Regions from separate parts of the Sus scrofa genome. Here regions 2, 3, 4 and 5 are each linked to region 1. A link is a contact called in public Hi-C data. All regions are on one chromosome and are shown on one strand. The core of a region is the stretch at or near the end of the contact, and the rest is flanking DNA. Distances in the headings are between cores, read along the strand shown. Region 1 has its middle 230 kb from the start of GAS1. Region 2 holds the start of GAS1 (growth arrest-specific protein 1). Region 3 has its middle 16 kb from the start of ZCCHC6. Region 4 overlaps LOC110255610 (a long non-coding RNA gene). Region 5 has its middle 100 kb from the start of ZCCHC6.

What was found. Hi-C and Micro-C count contacts between places; a contact is called where the count stands out from the background.
Region 2: a contact with region 1 is called in a Hi-C map of liver, with 2.7 times the contacts expected there. The contact joins the promoter of GAS1 here to the enhancer-like site in region 1. A contact is called at or near these places in 1 of 5 promoter capture datasets (liver), 2 of 47 Hi-C or Micro-C datasets (liver and skeletal muscle) and 1 of 2 datasets of contacts at active chromatin or transcription factors (skeletal muscle).
Region 3: a contact with region 1 is called in a Hi-C map of liver, with 2.5 times the contacts expected there. The contact joins two enhancer-like sites. A contact is called at or near these places in 1 of 5 promoter capture datasets (liver) and 1 of 47 Hi-C or Micro-C datasets (liver).
Region 4: a Hi-C map of liver shows a contact between it and region 1, with 5 times the contacts expected there. The contact joins two enhancer-like sites. A contact is called at or near these places in 5 of 47 Hi-C or Micro-C datasets (liver and skeletal muscle) and 1 of 2 datasets of contacts at active chromatin or transcription factors (skeletal muscle).
Region 5: a contact with region 1 is called in a Hi-C map of liver, with 5 times the contacts expected there. The contact joins two enhancer-like sites. A contact is called at or near these places in 1 of 5 promoter capture datasets (liver) and 5 of 47 Hi-C or Micro-C datasets (embryonic fibroblasts, liver and skeletal muscle).

The regions. Positions count from the first base shown.
Region 1 is chr10:28,742,433-28,745,164 of Sscrofa11.1, reverse strand. No RefSeq gene overlaps it. Among named protein-coding and RNA genes, the nearest start is that of GAS1, 230 kb to the right of the region's middle. Within about 2 kb of position 1,339, at least 2 of the 83 cell types and tissues checked have an H3K27ac peak or open chromatin away from gene starts, as enhancers often do. A contact at or near this core is called in liver, where this site is marked.
Region 2 is chr10:28,507,795-28,510,526 of Sscrofa11.1, reverse strand. It overlaps GAS1 (growth arrest-specific protein 1), which reads right to left and starts at 1,359. Exons shown (of 1, transcript XM_021064627.1): 1 at 1-1,359. The coding sequence starts at 1,266. The coding sequence ends at 217.
Region 3 is chr10:28,978,350-28,981,081 of Sscrofa11.1, reverse strand. No RefSeq gene overlaps it. Among named protein-coding and RNA genes, the nearest start is that of ZCCHC6, 16 kb to the left of the region's middle. Within about 2 kb of position 1,406, at least 11 of the 83 cell types and tissues checked have an H3K27ac peak or open chromatin away from gene starts, as enhancers often do. A contact at or near this core is called in liver, where this site is marked.
Region 4 is chr10:28,582,210-28,584,941 of Sscrofa11.1, reverse strand. All of the region lies in intron 1 of LOC110255610 (a long non-coding RNA gene), which reads right to left. Among named protein-coding and RNA genes, the nearest start is that of GAS1, 74 kb to the right of the region's middle. Within about 2 kb of position 1,336, at least 25 of the 83 cell types and tissues checked have an H3K27ac peak or open chromatin away from gene starts, as enhancers often do. A contact at or near this core is called in liver, where this site is marked.
Region 5 is chr10:28,891,698-28,894,429 of Sscrofa11.1, reverse strand. No RefSeq gene overlaps it. Among named protein-coding and RNA genes, the nearest start is that of ZCCHC6, 100 kb to the left of the region's middle. Within about 2 kb of position 1,364, at least 5 of the 83 cell types and tissues checked have an H3K27ac peak or open chromatin away from gene starts, as enhancers often do. A contact at or near this core is called in liver, where this site is marked.

The DNA.
Region 1 (2,732 bases), core at 90-2,589:
TCAAATGTACCTTTGACTCTGGAACCCACGGTCGCACACTGGGGTCTCCGATTTACAAATTTTTCCTTGGTCAAAAGAGAGAATGTCTAACAAGCCTAGAGTATGCTCAGCAACCATATGAAATTCCTCATAAATCATTTATAGGAAGAAAAGTAAACATGCCTGTCTCTTTGTGTTTTAGTTCCTTGGCAGAGAGCTCTGTTTCAGCTGGCCTCGTGTCAACCTAGGTGTTTTCCCCCAAACACTCAAGTTCCTCCTGCTCATGTGATCTTTTATGTAAATTTTTTTTTTTTTTTTGGAAAGGCATACCTGATTCTCTGTCTTCTGTACATGGACAGTTTCAAAATGTGCTCTGCCTTCACTGGCAGTGTGATGACCTAGTGTTATAAACATAGAATAAACACGTGCCGTATTAACCTAGAAAGAGCCTTTCAGGAACACGTTTTCAAGGAATCATGGGCCCATTTTCAAAGATTTGTTCCAGCTCTCCTGACACAATATCATATGGTTAAGAGCAGGAGTTGGCAGACATCAGCAGTGCTTGCTTTTGTATGGCTCGTGAGCTAAGAATGGTTTTTTTAACATTATAAAATTATCATAAGAGACAGCAGAAGAAAAGAATGTAATGATCTGTGAATTATAAAGAATTCACATTTCAGCCTCCGTAAATAAAGGTTTGTGGGTTTTTTCCTTTGCTTTTTAGGGCTATACCCATGGCATATGGAGGCTCCCAGTCTAGGGATTGAATTGGAGCTATAGCTGCTGGCCTACGCCGAAGCCACAGCCACAATAGATCTGAACCACATCTGTGACTTACACCACAGCTTATGACAACACTGGATCCTTAACCTACTGAGCGAGGCCAGGAATCAAACCCACATCCTCACAGAGACTACATCAGGTTCTTAACCCACTGAGCCACAATGAGAACTCGAGTAATGCTTTCTTTTTTTTTTTTTCTTTTTCTTCTTCTTTTTTTTTTTTTTTTTTTTTTTTTTTGTATTTTTAGGGCCATACCCACAGCATATGGCATTTCCCAGGCTAGGGGTCAAATTGGAGCTGTAGCCACTGGCCTATGCCACAGCCACAGCAACATGGGATCTGAGCCATGTCTGTGACCTACACCATAGCTCATGGCAATGCCAGATCCTTAACCCACCAAGTGAGGCCAGGGATCAAGCCCACATCCTCACAGATACTAGTTGGGTTCATTTGGGCTGAGCCGCAACAGGAACTCCTCCATAAATAAATTTTTATGGAGGTCACAGCCATGCCTATTTGCTCTGTCTTATCTCCAGTTGCCTGTGCCTCCATGGACAGAGCAGAGTCCAGGGGCAGATGTTGCCCTTTTGGCCTGCAAAGCCCTTTACTGGAAGTTTGCTGTACCCTGGTTTAGAGCATGGGCTCTGGCTCAGAAGTTCTCAGCTCCCAATTTTGGCGTTGCCCCTTATAGTGTGAAATCTGGAAGTTTGTCTTGTTGATAAAATATTCTATTGTCTGTAGACTACTGTCTACTTCATTGTTTTCTTGTGAGAATTAAGTGGGCTTCCCCAGGTTCTCTATTCCCTCTATTTAATCCATCCATCCATCCATCCATCCATCCATCCATCCATCAATCGATCAAATTAAAAAAACTTCACTCCCTCTAGATGTCACTATTTCAGTTGGAAGTATTGCTCTTCTTCCCAATCAAGGCCCAAAAGTTCAAATAAGAGACTTTGCAAGGTTACGGATTGACCTGGTATTTAGACTCTGTGAACAACAGTCTCAATCTTTGGGGCTTGGTTTTCCATCAACGCAACAGGAAGATGATAAGAAGCACTTTTCCTACTCACAGAAAAGCCATGCATGTCCTTCTGTGTCTGGATGGAGGAATTCTGGGTGTGAACCTATGTTTTGTAGCTTTAATTCTTCTTGAGCATTCAGAAGCAACCCTATAGGCCTATGGCTTTTGTGTTCCTCATTTCGGGTGGCAACTTCCCAGTTCCCAAGGCTTCACCTGCTGTAGGTGTGCCATCTGGGTGACCTTGGGCACTGGTTAGATCAGGTTTGTGAGGGCTTGAATGAACTGATCTCAACCCTCTGCCATCACAAGTGGGCATCTCACCCCCTTGTGCCCATCTTAGCACCATAACCATGCTTCTTTCGTCATGAGCTTTGGTACTAGGGTGTCAGTTGTGGCGATTTGCTCCAACACAACAGAAATTCTTGGAAGGAAGCTGGTTGGCAAATTAAATTGTAGGAAGCAAAGAAGGGGGGAATGTAATTGTAATGTATACATGTAAGGATAACTTGACCCCCTTGCTGTACAGTGGGAAAAAAAAATTGTAGGAAGAAATACAGAACCCCCCCTCCCCCCAGCCCTCAAGAAGGAGCTGCTGAAGTTGTGTGGATGTCAGGGCACAGAACTCTTTAAGCTGTTGCTGTTAGGTGCCTCACCCCCTTCACTGTCTTCTCTGTGACTTGGCATAAAAGTCAGGATCTGGGAAAGCGAATCTGATGAGCCACTTGGGTGGTTGGGAGGGAGGGTCTTGTCATTGAAATCCCTCCAGAATAGCATTGGTCCAGTAGGACCGTCTCACTGCTCCCTTAAATTTTTTTGGTAGTGATGGTGGATGGGGTGGGTTGGAGGGGAGATAGTACTGAAATTTTCTCTAAATCTCAGTTTCCAAAGCTATAAAATTCTGACCATACTCATTTTTCCTTGGTGTAAAGATTAATGAAATAATATA
Region 2 (2,732 bases), core at 110-2,609, 230 kb after region 1:
AGCTCAAACTAGGAGGGTTTCTGCAAGGAGTTTCTGGAGCCTGGAATGCGGGACAGGGAGGATGTCCAAAAAGTCCTGCGCGGGAGAGGAGGCGGGGGTCGTGCAAGAGTCGGGTGGGTGGGGGAGCCCGACTAGGCAGAATCTACCTAGAGAGCGTCCCCAACCACCCACCCTGTCCCCGAGCCACAGGTGTCCCGGCGCCCGCCCTCCCGCGGGCTAAAAGAGCAGCGGGAGCAGCAGCAGCAGCAGCAGCAAGATGGAGGCAAGCTGGGTCCAGACGCCTCGGGGCGCCGAGCGGCAGCCGCCGCTGCTGCTCCTGCGCCCGGACCCGTAGGGCAGGTCGCCGCGGCCGCCTGCCGCAGCAGCGCCGCCGCCCGGGCGCGGCGGGTGCGGGACGCCGTCGTCGTCGTCCAGCGGCTGCTCCCCGCCCGCGCCCCCAGCGCGCTGTTCGTCGTCATACTCCTCATCGTAGTAGTCGTCCAGGCCCCCGTCCGAGCCGCTACTGCCCGGGCCGTTGCCCAGCTCGGCGCCGAAGCACAGGCGGGCCATGTTCTCCTTGACCGACTCGCAGATGGGCCGCTCCAGGCCGTCGCACACACAGTCATTGAGCAGCGCCGCCTTGGGCACGGCCAGCATATCCTCGATGACCGTGCGGCACTCGTCGGTGCAGCGCAGCCCGTTGAAGAGCTTGCCACAGTAAGTCAGGTAGCGACTGAGCGCCAGGTTGCAGCGGCTGTCGCGGTCGCAGCGCCGCCGGGCCTCGGTGCAGCCCATGACCCCGCCCGCGCCCGGGCCGCCCGCGCCGCCGCCGCTCGTCCGGGGCAGGCACGGCTCAATGGCGCGCTTGGTGGACTTGCAGTTCTCATCCTGCGCGCAATCACAGTCTTCCAAGGCGGGCCCGCGGCGCGTGTGGTTGAGCTGAATGAGGGCCGAGATGCAATGGCTCGGACAGCGCCAGCGCGACGAGAAGGAGGCGGCGGAGGCAGGGAAGGCGGCGGCTGCGGCGGTTCCCGGCGCGTCGCCCCCGCCGCGCTGCGCCAGCACCGGCGCGCACGCCTCGGCGTACTGGTTGTAGGCGTAGCTGCACTCCGGCTCCCCCTGGCACTGCAGCAGCGCCTGCCAGCAGATGAGGCGGCGGCCGTGCGCCAGCCCCGAGCTCCGCGGCGCCGAGCCCAGCAGCTGCAGCAGCGCCATCAGGCACAGCCAGGCGCCCGGCACGGTTCCCCCGCGGGCCCCGCCGCCGCCGCCCAGCAGCCCTGCCACCATCGCGGGCAGCGGCGGCCGCCGGGCGAGGAGCGGAAAGGAGACGAGGCGCGGGGAGCGTCGGACGCGGAGCCGGCGGAAAAGTTTGCCCCTGTCCTGCCAACTTCTTGCATGAGTGTTTTCATAAATCCATGCGCGCCGCCGGCTGGTGCCCCGCTGCTTGCAGAAGGTCGGCTCGCACTCGGGCTGCGGGGGCTTCCTAGAAGTGCACGGCCACTGAGGGCTCCTCCGGTCGGCCCCCGGCGGTGGCGGGAGGCGCTCACTGCCGTCCCGGGGGGCTGCGGGCCGCGGGGCCGCGGCGGGGCTGCGGGACCGCGCGGCGCCGCGGGTGCATTTTGCTCCGCGCCTGCAGATCCGTTGTGCGGCCGCGGCGGCTCCTTCCTCCCGGGCTCAGCGCCGCGCCGCCGCCGCCGCCGCCGCGGTCTCTCGCATCGCGCCGCTTCCTGGCTCGCGGCCGGGCGCTGCCCGCCTTCCCGCGGCCGGGCCGCCCGCGTCCCCTCCCCCTCCGCCCGCGGCGACCCCGGCCTCGGCCGAGCTCCGGGGAGCTCTTTCCGGGAGGCGCGAGGAGAACGAGAAACTTGGCGCGGCCAGAGAGCGGCTCCCGGGCTTGCCTCGGCGGCGGCTTCTCGGGTGACAAGGAGCCCGGGGAGCGGATCCGCTGAGCCGGGCTGCGGACTCGCTCGCAGCGAGGCTTTAAATACAAAAGTGGGCCGGGAGCCCCCGCGTGGTGCCGCGGTGCCCCCTCATTATGCATGCATGGAAAAGCAAACAAACAAAAACATTAGCAACGCTCCTCCGGCTCTCCGAGCTCCGGCCCCGCGCGCTCCGAGCCTGCCCGCTTTCTCCTTTCTCCACTCTCTTTCGCCCTTTGCTCGGCCCCCTTTCCCGGCTTTTCGAGATGCTATTGGTCCCGCCTGTTGTTGTTGAAACTTTTTTTTTTTTTTTTTTTTACGAGCCGCTGGAGTGGGGTTGCGGAGTGGGGGAGGGCGGGGAGGGTGGTGGGCAGCTCACATTCAGGCATTCAGGGCCTGAAAGGAACGGCTTAAGGAGCCTGACAGAGGCCCGGGAGCTCCTCCTACTCTTAAGGAGGCTCAGATATGGAGCCCTCTGCTCGCAGCACAGAACCAGCGGGCAGGGCTTGGGGGCAGCTGCTTGCATCCGGCTCGGCCATGGTCCTTTTTGTTTGGTTCATTATACTGTGTGAGTTTTTTTTTCTTGGGGGGGGGCACTTTTATTAATTCTCCCTGGTCCCAATCTGTGCTTTCTACTGGCTTCAGAGTTCAGTTTGTTTTTCGAGTTTCCCATCTTTGCCGATCATCAACGGGGGTGGGTGTGCCGGGACCGGGGGGTGGGGGGTGGGAGGGAACTCAGAATTTAATGTGGGACTTTGAAACTTGAAAAAATAAAATCCAAATGCACACAAGAGGCACACGCTTAATTAGGAGTACTGATGAGATATTTGCAACCCT
Region 3 (2,732 bases), core at 157-2,656, 240 kb before region 1:
CACAAAAGGCAATATTCCTGAATTTGTATTGGTCCAGGCATTCGAGAATCAAGGTCAGAAACCTGTATAGGTTTTTAAGGTTATTTATTTCCTTCTTCCCTTAGAACACACAGACACAGACACGCATATGTTGCTTTTGCAGTCATTTTTATTTTTTGTTTTTTTGCTTTTTAGGGCCGCACCCATGGCATATGGAAGTGCCCAGGCTAGAGATTGAATTGGAGCTGCAGCTGCCGGCCTACGCCACAGACACAGCAACACGGGATCCGAGCTGCATCTGTGACCTACACCACAGCTCATGGCAACGCCAGATCCGTGACCCACTGCATGTGGCCAGGGATCGAACCCGAAACCTCATGGTTCCTAGTCAGATTCATTTCCTCTGTGCCACAACGGGAACTCCATAGTCATTTTTTAAAAAAATAGACTTAAATGTTCTCAGTTGCAGGTAGTCGGTTAAGATGCCTTCAAAATGTGCTGCATGTAGGTGCGAGTGGGTGGGGGTGAGTTGCAGTCTCAAGACCTAGCGCACTGTGGACCCGCTCAGGAGCCTGCTTCCAGATCACAGGTTTGTGCAACAAGAGGGCTAATGCCGACATCTTCCTTTCTGGAGAAATGGAATGACTCAGAATCCAGATGTTTCGCCTAGCCCTGCATTTGTAATTAAGAGCTGACGGTGGCAGTTCCCAGGGAGTCTTTGAATCATCTCTTCTTATATTTGCTCTTTTTAGAACAATCTAGGACATGTCAGCTGAAAAAAAAAAAAAAAAAGTTGCTTGCCAAGAGAGAATGACTTTTTATGTGGGGGTGGGGACACCGAGTTCTTTTTCCCCCTCTCTGCAGGGGAACACAGTGGAGAGAATGAGCTAATGATTCTCAGAGAAATAAGTGCGTGCTCATGAACTCAGATACCTGGAGAACTTCATGAAATGTAGGCCGTTTCATGTAACTTTTCCCTTTAGTCCTGGCGTGTATACAATGATGAAGAGACGATCATTTCACTTTAATGAACAAATGCTAGCACAAAAGAGCTGAACCAGAGAAACCTGAATTTGCGGGCAGCCGCATGAAGTAAAAATAAACTCGCTACCTATTGTGAAATCATTTTGGGTGCAGTGTGCCCCAGGACGGTGTCACTCCTGGTTCTTCTTTTTCCCATCCACGTAAGAGTGTCCTCGTCCAAGCCAACTCTGGATTTAGATAAACAGATGATTTATTTAGATAAATCAGATGAGGTCCTAGATCACCCTGGCGCAGGAGAAAAGACCTTATTTCTTCACTTGTCAAATACTTACCTGTCCAGCACATTCTGTAAGGCACTAAATCCTGGTTTCCACGCCTATCTTTTATTACTTTCATTTCCTGAGATTCTGAGAGGGCTGGTGGAAGCAGAAGCAATGGTCTTAGTAGTGCAGAATTTTGGAGCACAATGTACTTCCTCCTCAAATGTTCCTCAAATGTCGCTTCGTCAGCTAGTGATAATTAGGAAATTGTCATCATTGCAACAAAATGAAAAACCAAGTAAAAAGAAAGTGAATTTTGCGTAAAGCGAAATGTATTTCCCAAAAGGATATCTGTCCTACTTTTCTAATTTGGGGGGCGTAAAGCCTTTATCCTTTTCTTTGCTGCCCTCCTTTCTTGTGACGGAAACTGGAATGTCACTCCAAAATATGTCTCCCTGACAGAAAAATTTATTTTGAGCTGAAAGCAATTGAGAAGCCGCAGATGTCGGAAAAGCTCCCTCTTTGCTGCTTAAAGAGAGGGTATGAATTCTCCTGCTGGCAATAGGCTTTTAGTGGCCCAGAGACATCAGAGGGATCTGCGAACAAACCTCACTCCTTTAATGTCCTCCCATATAGTTACCTTCCAACTGTCTGCCGCTCTTGGAAGGCTAAAACTGCTTTCCTTTGTCCTACCATTTCCCTAGAGATTTTTCTTTTTTCTTTTTTCTTTTTTTTTTTTTTTTTGGTCGAAGTTGCTATATAAGCTAGGGTTCTAAGCCACTGCTTTGAGTTCCTCTTCATTTTGGAGTTCCTGTCGTGGCGCAGTGGAAATGAATCCAACTAGGAACCATGAGGTTGCAGGTTCGATCCCTGGCCTCTCTCAGTGGGTTAAGGATCTGGTGTTGCTCTGAGTGTGGTGAAGGCCGGCAGCTGTAGCTCTGATTAGACCCCTAGCCTAGGAACCTCCATATGCCGTGAATGTGGCCCTGAAAAGCAAGAAAAAAAAAAAAAGTTCCTCTTCATTTAGATTTCTCCTGACTGATGCGAGTTGCATGCTTTATTTTTTGTTGTTGTCATGAAGAACTCCAGCTGAAAACCTAAGATGATATAGTTTTGCTTCTCTTGCACCTGTCAGAGGAGAAAAGGTTCAAGAAACTGAGACCCAGATGGGGATCAAAGTGTCCCTTTGGTCTTGGGCTGGGCAAGGGCTCAGTAACATCCTAAATCCAGGCCAAAGGGCAGCCTTCTCTTCCCTCCTTTGCTACTGAATTCAGCCAGGTCTATCCCACAGGGCTGATCTGAGTGACACCCAGTCACAGGTAGAGGAGGTGGAGCAGAGACAGAATTATAGATTGCTAGAGTGGGCCAGGCTTAGCCAGCTTAACTCTGCCAAGGTGCCATGAACTCTCACCCAGACTTTGCCCACCGGTGAGCCATGCCCTGTGAATGTCAGCTTATTGATCAGATTAGGTGCGTCTCTTCCTTTTGGATGGTAAGCATGTGGGGTGG
Region 4 (2,732 bases), core at 87-2,586, 160 kb after region 1:
GGATACAGCTCCGATTAGACCCCTAGCCTGGTAACCTCCATATGCTGCGGGAGCTGCCCAAAGAAATAGCAAAAAGACAAAAAAAAAAAAAAAAAGAAGTTCTGGGTTCGGCAGGAAGCTCTGCTCATAGTCTTGTTTTGACCAAGCATTTACTCTCCATTGGAGCCCTTTGTATTTGCCTCAGGGATCAGGATTTGGGAAGCTAAAGCCAGGAAATCAACATTTATTTTTTTTTCTCAGCTTCAGCCCTGTCACATCAAGCCCTAGAGGCAATGAGAACAGAGCCTTAACTAAGCTCTTTGAACAGAGGACAAATAAGCCATTGCTTACTATTTCACAATTCTTATGATGCCACAGATTTCTGAAACATCTTGTTTGGAATATCAGCTACGGCCCATTAAGTAAAGTAACCTCAACTGTGACACACCTGTTACTGAGCCAAGGCTCTTTTTTTTTTTTTTTTTTTTTTTTTTGTCTTTTCTAGGGCCGCACTCATGGCATATGGAGGTTCCCAGGCTAGGGGTCTAATCAGAGCTGTAGCCGCCAGCCTACACCACAGCCACAGCAACGCCAGATCTGAGCTACTTCTGCAACCTATACCACAGCTCACAGCAATGCTGGATCCTCAACCCACTGAGCAAGGCCAGGGGTCGAACCCAAAACCTCATGGTTTAGTCAGATTCGTTAATCACCGAGCCACGACGGGAACTCCAAACCTAACCATTTTAGAAGTATTTTGTTTTTATTTTCTCTCTGAAGTGGTTAGCCAAGATAGGACTTCATTTCCCTCTCTTTTGCAAGGCTTTGCAAGAAGGACCACTTACCATCAATTTTGCTTTTTATTCAATGGATTTTGCACTTTCCCTTCAAGCTCTGTTTCGGCTAAAGTCAAAGTATTCAACATTTTCTAGAAGATGCTATCATGGGTTGTTAGCAGGCAGAAGTTAATGCCGCTGTGGTTCTATATTTTCTTCATGGGGTGATAGAAATTTCACCAGTTCTTTGAGGAACACTGAAAATTTGGCTTTACACTTGGGGCCTCTGTCACCCAATACTTTAAATAATCTTCCAAATGTCAGCTGTAATGCTATCTCTCCCTGCTGAGACAAAGGTGGGCCTAAAATGAGCTAGAAAACGACAGCTGGATCGATCAGGCGTTCTTCAAGGAAGATGCCAGAAAATCTTGATTAATACCATCGTTCCCTCTGGAATTAATTTTCAGTTCTCCTATCAGGTGTGTTGATAGAAAGCGGTCAGACAGTTCTAGTCATTGCTTCGGATTCCGGTGCTGTCCTTCATCAGGGCCTCTAATGAAGTCTGAGCTGTAGCCTGGGGTTGATGCCAGACTGGAATGCAGGGAGGCTGAAAGCTGACACCAGTTCAACCAAGCAAAGGGCCTTGGCTAAGGTTGTCTCCATGACAACCTGAGTGTTTTCCTGGTGATGCATTTACACAACAGGGTTAAAGTTCTGTGAAAGCAACAGCTGTTGTAAAAACAGTATATTAAATATGTTTAGGACTGTAAAATGGGCATTCTTTATTGTGGCATTTCATTTGAGGAAATTCTGCAAATGCACAATGGATTTTAAAACAGAATTGCTAAGTGGCAGGATATTTCTTTGGTCAAATCTCTATTTTATTCTTGTTTCTGAAAGGGAGCAGGAGAACATTTCTGATGATCTTTTTTTCCCCTGTCATTTATTTCTTGTAAAATTATCTTCTCACATCAAAGTATTCAACCTACAACCTCGGATCCCTTCATACTGGCCAGTATGTTTGCAATAAGTCACCTGGCAAATAACTTTGGAGAAGGAAAGCAATCTATGAGCCCTGTAACTGAAATCATTTGTCATGCTTCTTATTGGGGTTTGTTCTTTTCTACTCACAAGCTTTCAGTTTTTCATGCTGACTGATCATTCGGACAGGTATTCGAAAAACAAAACAAAGAATTTTCCAACAGTCCGAGAAAGACATTGATTTTTTTACAATAGAAACTTCTTTGTCTGCTTCTGGCAAATCTTATGCCCCCAGGTTGATGAGACGGACGATACCCAGATTTGCAAGAGGGAAACCGAACGTAATTCAGAATTCTGCCAGTTGGTGAGCAACTCTGTGGCATTATGAACAGAGTGACCCCACCATCCAGTTGTCATGGACATCTGGAGTTCACTGTTAAAATCAATAACATCTTGGCAGACCAGGACTGGTTGGTCACTCCCACCTTCAAAAACATTGGGCAACATCTGTTAGTATGCCAGACTCTGTACTAAGGGAATGGGATCCAGAGTCAAATAGTCCTCACTCTGTTCCCATCTCCCCCGGTTATTTAGTGAAAAAATGTAGTGAATAAATTTTGGCTGTCTACCTGAGTATGTGCATATCTATAATAAGAGGTGATAAAAGGCGTGCCTTCCTTTCCGGGGTGTTGTGAGCCAAGGCACGAGGGCATGGCAGGACCCCTTTCTGCCCCAGGTTGCCATCTTGGTTGGGCTGGAGTGGCCATTTGCCGGGGGCCTCCTGTTTTCCTCCTCTCCTGGCACTGAGTGGCCAGCATTGGCCAGGCAAGCCCATTCAAGAGGTGCCCCTCCTGGAGCCTAGAGGTGGAAAACGCAAGAGTCCATCCACCTTGGCCCCATCATGTCAGATCCAGAAAAACCAATTACATGGCATTTTACCCTTGCTTCTTTCCATTCGGAGACTGAGCTGAGAAAAAAAAAAAAATTTGTTTACAT
Region 5 (2,732 bases), core at 115-2,614, 150 kb before region 1:
TTTTTTTTTTTTTGGCCTCACCCACAGCATGTGGAAGTTCCCAGGCAAGGAACTGAATTCAAGCTGCAGCAGTGACAACACGGACTTCTTGACCCACTGAGCCATCAGGGAACTCCCCTTGTGTGTGTGTGCTTTTGTATTTACGTGTACTTGCGTAATAGGGAAAAACAAATCTAGTTCTATATTAGATCTGTTTCTTCTACTTTAACCTTTGTACTCTATTTTTTTTTTTACTAAACTTTAGACCTTGTATTCTATCGCTTTTTCTACAAGTTAAGAAAGTTGCTTTTAGCCTGAAATATACAGGATAGCCCATTCTTAAGGCTGTAACCTTTAAGGGTATAATTTTTTCCATTCACATGGAGATAAAAAGTTGCCGGAATACCCTGGTGGTTCAGCAGATTAAGGATCTGGCGTTGTCACTGCTGTAGCCAGGGTTGCTACTGTAGCACGGGTTCAGTCTCTGACCCTGGAACTTTGCATGCAGCTGGTGAGGCCAAAAAAAGAAAAGGAAAAAAAGAAGTTGCAGAACAGAGAATGACATTAGTCTTGTTGGAGGATGATTACAGGAACATCATGACCTGACCTGAGTGGACAGTTGCAAGAACAAAGGATTCCAACACTAAGGAGTCTGCAGCAACCAACCACACCCCCTCCCTTTTTTAGTATAAAAGAAGCCTGAATTCTGACTCAGGTAAGAAGATTCTCTAGAACATTAGTCCATCATCTTCTCAGACTCCCAGCTTTCTTAAGAAAGTCTTTTTCTTTGCCCCAACAACTCATCTCCAGATTTATTGGCTTGTCGTGGGGCAAGCAGAATGAACTTGGACCTAACACTAGTATATGTATATATGCCTACAGAATGTTATGGAAGATGCATATGGGTGTGTTGGATAGCTTTTCTTCATATATCTTATGGACATTTGAAAAAAATATTTTATTATTTTTGTAACTTGAAAAATTATCTAATAAAGAAAAAGGTTATTTCAAGATAATACTTTTTTTTTTTTCAATAAAGAAAAAAAAAAAAAACAAGGCAAGCTAATGTTTATCAAAGGCTGAGCGGCCCTTTACAACTCTGTACTCATGTACTCAAAAATCTGGTTAACTACTTCAGTGGGCATTAACTAAATATTAAGTTATTAGTGAGCTAAAAATGAAAGTGGTATTAAGGAGCTCCCTTTGGGCCAGACCCATCCTAGTTCTTAAGAGTTTTGGCCAGAAGGCTCAGCTGCAATAGCTTGTTCTAACACTGACCTCTTTCACAGAGGGGCTTATCTTCAGAAGCAAGGCCCAGCTGATAAAGTGCCTAGACAGGGTTTGTGGTTTTCTTGCCCAACACACCAGATTTCAAATTGGACTGTCATTGTGGCTTCCACGAAGAGTCTCAGGAGTTCTATAAACTCGAGGTTAAACTCTGGCCAGTACACAGAGACCTGGGAACAACCTTTTCAAATCAATCCTTTAAAAAATACTTTTTGCTTCAGTGGGAAGAAGAGCAGAAGGAGGAGGGGAGGAACCCGCAGCCTTATGGGGCTGTGGATATTTCATCACACCAAGTCATGATGCTGATTAGAGCATTGGACAGAAAGTTAATGATAGATTTTATTTTCCCACGACTTGGGGTTTGTCTGACAAGTCTGTGTTGGAATTCCAGACTCTCTTTTGCATCACCATCTGAAGTCCTGCTGATTGTTAGGAAGAGATGCTTGGGATTCAGAGAAGTGGGCAATGAGTAGCTCCCATTATCCAGACTTTTTGCCAATTGAAAGGAGCAGTGAACTAAAAGGCCTTCTCTACATTCTGCCTCAATGTCCCCCCCCCCCATTTTTCTTCCTCTTCAATTCACTGTCATATCACAAGGCAGTTATAGGTGTTGAATCAAAGTACATAAGTGCAACGGAATTTCATGTCATATGAGTATATCTTTCATTGGAGATTATAAATCTCTTAAGAGCCCCGATCTATAAAGTAGCCTAATCCAAAAAATTCATGGACACACTGGCTAATTACCACAAAGGCACAAGAGCACTGACTGGTGACAATTTCTGATATATTAGGCCACATGTAGCGTTCCCTTTTGATTTGTGATTTTTTTCTAAGCCAAGAATTGTATATAGATATGACAGGAGAGCAGAAATATTTCTGGACATACTGCTTCCCAGTCTTACTTAGAGAACATCTAATCTTTAGAAAGATTATGGATTAATTCAGACAAAGCAGAGCACTAGTTAATTTGGGAAACTCGTGTTCTTTGCATTTATGCTTACTTTTGGACAACCTCTTCTTCTTTTTTTTTCTTTTTAGGCCCATACCCACGGCATATGGAGGTTCCCAGGCTAGGGGTCGAATCGGAGCTGTAGCTGCTGGCCTACACCACAGCCACAGCAACATGGGATGGGAGTCAGGTCAGCAATCTACACCACAGCTCATGGCCATGCCAGATCCTTAACCCCCTGAGCAAGGCCAGGGATCGAACCCGAAACCTTAGGGTTCCTAGTCAGATTCGTTTCTGCTGCACCATGATGGGACCCTGGACAACCTCTTCTGAAGTAACTGCTAGGCTTGCCAAGACAAAAATCACCCATTTACAAAACATAAATAGATGCACAGACTTTGAAAACAAACTTATAGTTACCAAAGGGGAAATGGGGGTTGGAGGAGGGATAAATTAGGAGGTGGGGATTAACATAAACATACTACTGTACATAAAATAGGTAAACCACAAGGAC